3 separate regions of the Sus scrofa genome follow, and regions 1 and 3 are each linked to region 2. Evidence: chromatin contacts called from public Hi-C data. All regions are on one chromosome and are shown on one strand. The core of a region is the stretch at or near the end of the contact, and the rest is flanking DNA. Distances in the headings are between cores, read along the strand shown. Region 1 holds the start of TMEM249 (transmembrane protein 249). Region 2 overlaps LRRC24 (leucine-rich repeat-containing protein 24). Region 3 holds the start of BOP1 (ribosome biogenesis protein BOP1).

Region 1 (2,700 bases), core at 52-2,551, 150 kb after region 2:
CCCCCCAGTTCCTTGAAGTCAGGATCACTTGCCCCCCCATCCTGCCTGGCTTGCCAACTCCAGGGGTCTAAAGAGGGAGGCTCATCCCAGCTAAGCCCCTCCCTGGGGTTGGCCTTGGGGATACCAAGGGTACTGGGTTTGGGTCTTGAGGAAGGTAGGTGTCAAAGCCAGCTGTGCTGGCCTGGCTCTGCCAGGGGTGGGGGAGGACCCTGGATCTCCTGCAGGCCAGTGACCGCACCCCCCCACTTCCTGCCCTGCCCCCACAGCTCAGTGATCAGCAACTGCCCAGGTCTGCGGTACCTCAACCTGGAGTCCTGCCGCTGCCTTCCGAGGGGCCTGAAACGGGCCTACAGGGGCCCAGAGGAAATCCGGTGGTGCCTGGAGCAACTGCTCACCAGCCTACCCGCTCCAAGCTAGGCAGCTCCAGGCAGCCCTGCCGGCCCACCTTCCCATTTGGGAAGTCTGAGCACTTGGTTACAAGAAAACATTTTAGGAGTTCCCGTCGTGGCGCAGTGGTTAACGAATCTGACGAGGAACCGTGAGGTTGCGGGCTCCATCCCTGGCCTTGCTCAGTGGGTAAAGGATCTGGCGTTGCCGTGAGCTGTGGTGTAGGTTGCAGGCGCGGCTCGGATCCTGCCTCGCTGTGGTGTAGGCTGGCAACTGCAGCTCTGATTAGACCCCTAGCCTGGGAACCCCCATATGCCACAAGTGTGGCCCTATAAAAGACAAAAAGTAAAAAGCAAAAATAAAACATTTTTAGGGGAGTTCCTGTCCTGGCTCAGTGGTAATGAACCCGACTAGTATCCATGAGGACACAGGTTCGATCCCTGCCCTCGCTCAATGGGTTATGGATCTGGCATTGCCATGAGCTGTGGTTTAGTTTACAGAGATGGGGCTCAGATCTGGTGTGGCTGTAGTGTGGGCCGGCAGCTGTAGCTCCGACTGGACCCCTAGCCTGGGAGCTTCCATATGCTGCTGGTGCGGCCCTAAAAAGAGAGAAAAAAAAAACAAACCTTTTTTTTAGGAACTCTAGTGTGATTTCTGGGATCAGGGTCGGGGGACAGGGGCTGTCCCTGAGGGAACTAGGTAGGGCTGGCCCAGAAGCCCCCCAGGGCTTCTGAGTCTGCCCGAGGCTGTGTCCTGCCCGCTCACTCCTGGGCTCAGACTCTTGGACTGAACGTGTGTGTGTGTGTGTGTGTGTGTTTTCCACCCGCAGGGGCACTAAGGTGAGTTGCCTGTAATTGTATGTGAGGCTCTGACCTGAGCAGAGGTGGCAGTGGAGGGAGAGGCCAGGCTCAGCCATGGGGTTCACTGTGGGGCACCTGCCTGCAGTTTTCTCTCCAGCCGAGGCCTGGGAGTGTCCCATTACCCCCCTGTCGGGTGAGGACTGTGAACCAGGCCAGTGGGGTAGGGACCAGCTGGGAAGAGCAGCCCTTGGCGGGGCCAGCCTGTGACTCCCTGGAGAAGGGATGACCATCCGGACGGCCCTTCTAGAACCCGCCTCCCAGAGCTTCTAGAACCCCGGCAGCCCCATCTGGACGGCCACCTGGTGTGGCTCCCCTGCCATTGCCTGAGCGTCTCCTTCCCGACCGTGGTGCTGGAGGCTGTTTTCTCCCAGTACTCTCCTCCAGCGCGGCTGTGGGCAGCGGGCAGTGGCCACAGACGCCGCCCAGCCGACCGTCTGTACCTGACCCAGGTCCCCAAGGGCCAGATCAGCAGCCTGCCCACGACCTCGGGCGGCAAGCCCTTCCAACTCTGGGCCCTAGGACTCTTCTGCACCGAGCGAAACCTGGCCAAGCGCCTCAAGAGCAATTGTTTCTACCCGTTCACGCAGCTGCAGCCCAACGGTGCGCGCGGGGCGCCGCGGGGGCGGGGGCGGGGCCTGGGATCTGAGCGGGGCGGGCCGTGGTGAGGGGCGGGGCCAGGGCCCGGGGGGGCGCTAGAACCGCAGGCTGGACGCACCCCGCGGCCCGGGGCCCTGCGCGAGGCCGGCGGATCCAGGCCCGAGCCCTGGCACTGCCACCTCGGGCTGCGCGAGGGGCCCGCTAGCCTCACGCGCCTCGCCGCACCGCCCCCAGTCTTCGTGCTCGAGTACTACCTGGACACGCTGTGGAAGGGGACCCTGCTCTTCGCCGTCTGCCTCTTGCTCATCAGCTTCGGCCTCGTGAGCCAGGTCTGAGCTCCCGGGCCCGCCCCCCAGGACCTTCCGCCCCTGAGGGCGGGGCCCGCCGCACGGCGCTCCGCCCCCCGGCCCCGCGGCGGCTCAGAAGGCCCCGGCTGCGCCCCCCGCAGGTGCAGAAGCAGGAGACTTGGGGCTTCCCTGCCTTCGGCATGGGCGTGGGCCTGTGGCTCACGATCTCGTCACTGCCGCGGCGCCGCCTAGTGCTGAACCACACGCTCGGCATGTACCACTTCTCCATCCAGGGCCGCACCGTGTGTCAGGGCCCCATGCACCTGGTCTATGTGCGCCTGGCGCTCAGCTCCGATGGTGAGGCATGGGGCGGGCGGCAATCTGAGGGACACCACGCAAGCGAAGGGGAAACCTCGTGGGGTGGGGAGGGGCGGGCAGGTGGGGCCCCGCCCCCGGAGCCCTGCCCCGGAGCCTCCCGCCCGCTCCTTCTCCGAGTGCAGGGCTGAGCAGTTTGCCCCTCTCCAGCCTATGGGAGGTGCTTCTTCCAGCTGGTTCTGAGCGGCCACAAG
Region 2 (2,700 bases), core at 51-2,550:
CCCCTGGCCAGCCTGCAGGTCCTGCGCCTTACAGGTAAGCTCTTTCTAGGGGCAAAGCCATCTTCTTTGTCCACAGCGGAGGCAGTAGAGAGCAGGCCCCGCTGTGGAGGGACCTCTAATGGCAGCGCCCGGGAGGACCACACCATCACTCATAGCCCTGAGAGAAGGCTGCTAAAAATAGGGGTGCTGGTAGGGTCACCGTTTGGAGACCCTGCCTAAGGAAGACTGAAAAACTACTAAAGTCCCTAAACAGACTGGACAGAGCTGAGCGGCTTCCACACTTTGGGGCCAGAAGGCAGGCAGGCAAAAATTGGAAAAACAGCCCAGGACTGGGGACACTTCCCGGAGACAGCACATGAAGACTAGGCTAACAAACTCCTGCAAGGTAGCGCTGGTGGGATGTCCATGTGGACAGAGGAGTTTCCCCCCAATAAAGCTACCTGTAGCAGGGAGAGACATCAGAGGAGCTGGGGGACGGGGACACAACACATTCTAAGGAGTTTGGGGTCAGAGAAGGAGTGGCAGGGGTCCCCCATTCTGGGAGGAAAGAAAGGGACTCCTGCTCTGGCCAGCAACCCTAACCACACAGGATGTGTTCTGGAACCACTCCTTAACTTCCTGCCCACCGCTGCTCTGCCCGCAGAGAACCCATGGCGCTGTGACTGTGCCCTGCACTGGCTAGGAGCCTGGATCAAAGAAGGGGGGCAGCGGCTGCTCAGCTTCAGGGACAAGAAGATCACATGTGCAGAGCCCCCCCGCCTGGCACTTCAGAATCTCCTGGACGTGTCTGGCAGCAGCCTCATCTGCATCCCACCCTCTGTGCATGTGGAGCCGCTGGAGGTGACAGCCAACCTGGGTGAGGACCTGCGGGTTGCCTGCCAGGCTTCCGGCTACCCCCAGCCCCTGGTGACCTGGAGAAAGGTGGCCCAGCCTCGTGGGGGGCCGCTGCGGGCCCAGGCCCAACCAGAAGGTGGGGTGCCGGGCCCAGGTGGGCTCGGGGCCTCCGACACCGGCAGCGGCATGCTCTTCCTCACCAACATCACCCTCGCCCATGCCGGCAAGTACGAGTGCGAGGCCTCCAACGCCGGCGGCGCCGCCCGCGTGCCCTTCCAGCTCCTGGTCAACTTGTCCCGCCAGCAGCAGCTGGCGCCCGCGCCGCCCCCGGTTGCCGGCCCCGTCAGCCACGAGCCCCTGCCCGAGGCGGGCAGCATGGCCTTCCGCGCCCTGGGCCTGGCCACGCAGACCGCCATCGCGGCGGCCATCGCGCTGCTGGCGCTCACGGCGCTGCTGCTGGCGACCATGATCTGCCGCAGGCGGCGCCGGCGCAAAAAGGCGCCGGGCCCTCCGGGGGAGGGCGCGCTCTTCGTCAACGACTACTCGGACGGGCCCTGCACCTTCGCGCAGCTCGAGGAGTTCCGCGACGAGCGGGGCCACGAGATGTTCGTCATCGACCGCTCTAAGCCGCTCTTCGCCGAAGGCCCGGCGGAGGCGGGCGAAGGGACGGCAGCCGGGCCCGCGCAGGGGCTCCCGCTGCAGCCTCCAGCCGCCTACGAGATCCACTGCTGAGGGGCGGGCCGCGCGCCGATGACGTCGGGGCCGCGGATTGGCCGGCGCGACTCGCTCCGCGCATGCTCCCGCGCGGTCAGTAAAGGGTGGAAGCTGCGTGCGCACTGTGCTGCGAGCCGTGTGTGTGTGTGGGGGGGGCGCGTGGGGCGCGGGGCGCGGGGCTCAAGCACCTGGGCAGGCAAGCTCCGCGGACGGACGGAGTCCTGGGGTGCGAGCCGAGGGCGGCCGAGGTAGCTCCCAACAGCCCCACAGAGGCCCTCCCTCCGGAACAGACCCCTCCCCAAAACATCCGACCTACAGCTCGGTACGTCCACCTCCGGCCCCGCCTCCTGCTGGAAGAGCCTGGACCTCGGCGAGGTGGAAGGTGCGACAGACTGTGCAGAAGCCTAGGGATGGGAAGAGGCAACAGACCGGAAGACGTTACCCGACAGCCAGGCTAGGAGTGACAGACAGCAGAGCAGAAGACAAGTCACTTGGACCAATTAGGACAGAAAAAATAGCCACAGATTTAAGTTCTAAACACACTGCACGTTTGTACCTTAATGACACCCCCTGGCCCCAAAACCCAGCCAACAGGCGGCCTCCTGGGTATCAGGGCAGTGAGAACAATAAGCGGCCCCAGAGAGCGTGGGGGCCCAGCCCTCGTTGAAGCAAGCCCCTGCCCCACTTCAGCCCCCCAGAGCAGTCTGCTCTTGGGATGGCCCAGAGGAAAACATCCTCTCTCAGGTCACAGACCCCAGGATCATTCCAAGGAGAGAACCAGGACACCAAAGGGCAGCCAAGAGCAGCCAAACCAAGCAGGGCCTTGCAGGCCTGGAATCCAGCCCCGGGCCCACAGATATTCAGCCCGTTGGGGGAGCAGGAGCAGGACAAACTGTGCAGGGTGCTGCAGAAAGCATGGGAGGCTTGAGGTGCTCCCGGGAGCAAAGAAATCAGACTGTGCCTTTTTGTCAGGCTTCCAGCAGAGGCCCAGTGAAGGCTTTGCCTACCCAAGGGGCAACGGGCCTCCAGCAGCCCTGGACCCCAGGACAGCCTCTCACCCAGAGCCTGGAGGTCACAGGCTAAAGTAGTCTGCAGCCAGGCGCCCATAGATGTCTGTAGTCCACAGCACATGGGCACGGCCTGAGGCCAGCA
Region 3 (2,700 bases), core at 20-2,519, 200 kb after region 2:
CAGCACGGTTTCTGGTCTCCTCAAAGGGACAAGTGGAACGAGAGAACGTGGCCTCCAGCTCTGGGCTCCTTTCAGCCCAGACTGCTCTTCCTTTCCAAGGGCTCAGCAGGATGACAGGCAACAACTCAGTGGGGTCCAAGAAATCCAGCGTTTGGGCGCTCAGGAGAGTAAGCACGTTTGGAGGCGCCCGGAGCCTGCCTACGACTACGGTGGCCTAGGCCACCCCCCTGCCAGCCGCGAGCCGTGGCTCCGACCTGCCCCACCTCGACGTCACAGCCAGGACGTCCATCTCCAAGTCCAACCTCCGCAAACTGGAGTTGTCCAGCCTGCGGAGTCAGACCATGTAAATCACCTGCCCGCTGCCAGGCAACGGGAGACAGGGCGTGAATAAAGTCGCGCACAGAGCAAGAAACACGAGTCGCTCTTGGGAAAGCAGCTCTGGGATCTGGACCCGGGCTCGAGACCAGCCTGAACTTTATGACGTTGTGCTTTCTGTTTTCGCTCCCTCTCCTTTCGAACTAGAGAAACGCCCTCCAGTTCCAGGGCCGAGACTTGATTTACCCTGAATAACTGCCCACCACACCACTGGAACTCTGGGGCCACCGGGGCCCAGCGTCCACTAGCGAAGCCGGGGGCTGTTCTAAGCACAGACGCGTCCCGCAGTCGTCCCACAGGCAGCAAGCGCAAGCCCACGGAGGCAGAAGCCCTTCCTACCCAACGCGGGAGAGCGGCGTGGACAGGAGCGACCTCCAGCGGGCCTGCGACGCTTCTCCCCGCACTACCCCCTGCTCCCCACCCCCACACCGGGCCTGCGAGGCGGGGTCCGGGCCTGCCCGTCCTGGGCCCCCGCGCCGCGGCCTCCCCGCCCCGGGCCGGCGCCCTCGGCCCCTCACCGGGCTCCAGCAGATAAGCGCGTCCGTGTCCGGGTCGCTCACGAGAGTCCAGAGCTTGGTCAGGAAGGCCGGGACGTTGCTGGGCCCCGCCGCGCCCGGGCCCACGGGCAGATCCATACCGGGCAAGGTGGGAGAGGCGGAGGCGGGACCGCGAGGAGGGGCTGAGGGCCGGGCTAGCGCCGCTGCCGCGCCTGCCGCCCGGGCCGCGCGCCGCCGCCCGCTGCGCACACACGGCCCCGGGGCCTGGCATGGCCGCCGCCATCTTGCGACGGGCGCGCTCCCGCCGGCGCCGCCCGCGTCCCACGGCGCGCGCACGCACACCGGCCCCCGTCCCGCCCGGCGCCCTCTGACCCCGCGGGCCCGCCCCCAGGCCCACGCGGTCGCGTCGCTGCCGGAAGTGGCGGCGCAGGGCAGACCGGCGGGCGGCATGGCGGGACCTCAGGGCGCGCGGCGCGTGGCGGTGGCCGGGACGCGGCCCGGGAAGCGGATGCTGGAGCCGGGGCGGGAGCCGGAGGAGGTGACGCGGGAGCGGGAGCGGGAGCGGGGGGGGGCGGCGGGGCTGGGCCGCGGCACCGGCCGGGGAGCGATCCCGCCCAGCGCCCGGCGGGCCTGGGAATGCGAGGAGGGAGGGGTCTCCTGTCCTCCGCCCCGGCGGCCTTGCGGGGGCGTCCTGGGCAGGGAGCTGGCTGGCGGTTGTGTGGGTCGGAAGAAGGTCTGGGCCGGAGAGAATAAGGAAGGAGAGCCGGCGTCCTGCGCAGCGGTCTTCCTGGGCCTTTGAATTGTCATCTGGGCGCAGAAGATTTGAGCCTGCAGTAGCTGCTTGTATAGCCAAATGTTCCTGACACGTTAGACGTTGTAGAAGAGGAAACGAGGATGAGAAAGCAGCGCCTGCTGCACTGGACGGCCCGTTTTAGCTGGACTCATGCTCTTCCTGTCCAGCGGAACCCCAGCCGCGCTGTGGGGGTGTCATCAAATCTCATCAAATCTCGGTGGTAGAAAGCCATAGCAGGCTTGTGCAGTCGAGCCTCGCAGCTGGGACTCCACGTTGCTGGTTTATCAGGCTGCCCCTTCACTTGTGACAAGTGCTCGTGGTGCTCCCTGGCCGGCAGGCAGCTCTGGGCACCATGCTCACCCACTTGTAGTGCTTTTGCCTCTGTATTCATCAGCGGCTGTTTGTGTTTGTGCCCAAAACATTTGTGCCATTTTTACTTGCCGTTGTAATTGTGTAGCTAGTTAGGCACGATAGAGTGTGTGCTGAGTGCTGTTTGGTAGCTGCTCCGTGCAGGCTGTCCAGTTTGGCGAGAGACTCAGGAACTATTGAAAAACAATGAAATCTAGAATTTTGCCTTCCAATGAATGCTTGCTAAGAGTCTGCAGGTTCTTGTTCCACCGTGCACCCTGTCTGGTGGAGTTAGGGCCGGGGTGGTGTCTGGTGGGCAGAAGTCTGCTCAGAAGCAGCTCTGGTCCTGCGCCACACAGAGCTGGTCACCGACAGTGTGCTCCTTGCAGCCCTCTCTCCCCGGCGCCCCGGCTCCCAGCCTGTCTGACAGCGAGGAGAGTGTGTTCTCAGGCCTGGAAGATTCTGGCAGTGACAGCAGTGAGGAGGAGGACGGGGCCAGCGGCGAGGAGCAGCACAGCAGGATGGAGAAGGCCACGGGGCAGCAGGTGGGTGAGCGAGCAGTGTTCTGGTGTGCTCGTCCTCGCTCTCCGGGCGGGTGGCCGGGAGAGTGCCTGCCAGCTCGCGGGCTCTGCTTTCTCTTTCCTCTGGTGCGGGGGGGGGGGGTTCTGAGCCCTAGGGCACCAGTTT

What was found. A called contact is a pair of places that touch in the nucleus more often than the background predicts.
Region 1: a contact with region 2 is called in a Hi-C map of liver, with 5 times the contacts expected there. The contact joins the promoter of TMEM249 here to the enhancer-like site in region 2. A contact is called at or near these places in 3 of 5 promoter capture datasets (fetal liver, fetal skeletal muscle and liver), 15 of 47 Hi-C or Micro-C datasets (alveolar macrophages, blood, embryonic fibroblasts and 9 more) and 2 of 2 datasets of contacts at active chromatin or transcription factors (alveolar macrophages and skeletal muscle).
Region 3: a contact with region 2 is called in a Hi-C map of liver, with 2.3 times the contacts expected there. The contact joins the promoter of BOP1 here to the enhancer-like site in region 2. A contact is called at or near these places in 1 of 5 promoter capture datasets (fetal liver), 2 of 47 Hi-C or Micro-C datasets (embryonic fibroblasts and liver) and 1 of 2 datasets of contacts at active chromatin or transcription factors (alveolar macrophages).

The regions. Positions count from the first base shown.
Region 1 is chr4:427,038-429,737 of Sscrofa11.1, forward strand. It overlaps TMEM249 (transmembrane protein 249), which reads left to right and starts at 1,302. Exons shown (of 6, transcript XM_005662816.2): 1 at 1,302-1,313; 2 at 1,412-1,847; 3 at 2,079-2,173; 4 at 2,293-2,488; 5 at 2,657-2,700. The coding sequence starts at 1,302. FBXL6 (F-box/LRR-repeat protein 6) reads left to right here. Exons shown (of 9, transcript XM_013996410.2): 9 at 267-761. The coding sequence ends at 417. It also overlaps a transcript of SLC52A2 not described here.
Region 2 is chr4:280,916-283,615 of Sscrofa11.1, forward strand. It overlaps LRRC24 (leucine-rich repeat-containing protein 24), which reads left to right. Exons shown (of 5, transcript XM_003125437.3): 4 at 1-34; 5 at 644-1,674. The coding sequence ends at 1,566. It overlaps LRRC14 (leucine-rich repeat-containing protein 14), which reads right to left. Exons shown (of 6, transcript XR_002343662.1): 5 at 1,865-2,700. Among named protein-coding and RNA genes, the nearest start is that of LRRC24, 4.6 kb to the left of the region's middle. Within about 2 kb of position 1,301, at least 60 of the 83 cell types and tissues checked have an H3K27ac peak or open chromatin away from gene starts, as enhancers often do. A contact at or near this core is called in alveolar macrophages, embryonic fibroblasts, fetal liver and 6 more, where this site is marked.
Region 3 is chr4:485,293-487,992 of Sscrofa11.1, forward strand. BOP1 (ribosome biogenesis protein BOP1) reads left to right here and starts at 1,270. Exons shown (of 16, transcript XM_013988007.2): 1 at 1,270-1,410; 2 at 2,403-2,558. The coding sequence starts at 1,321. It overlaps HSF1 (heat shock transcription factor 1), which reads right to left and starts at 1,173. Exons shown (of 13, transcript NM_001243819.1): 1 at 894-1,173. The coding sequence starts at 1,010.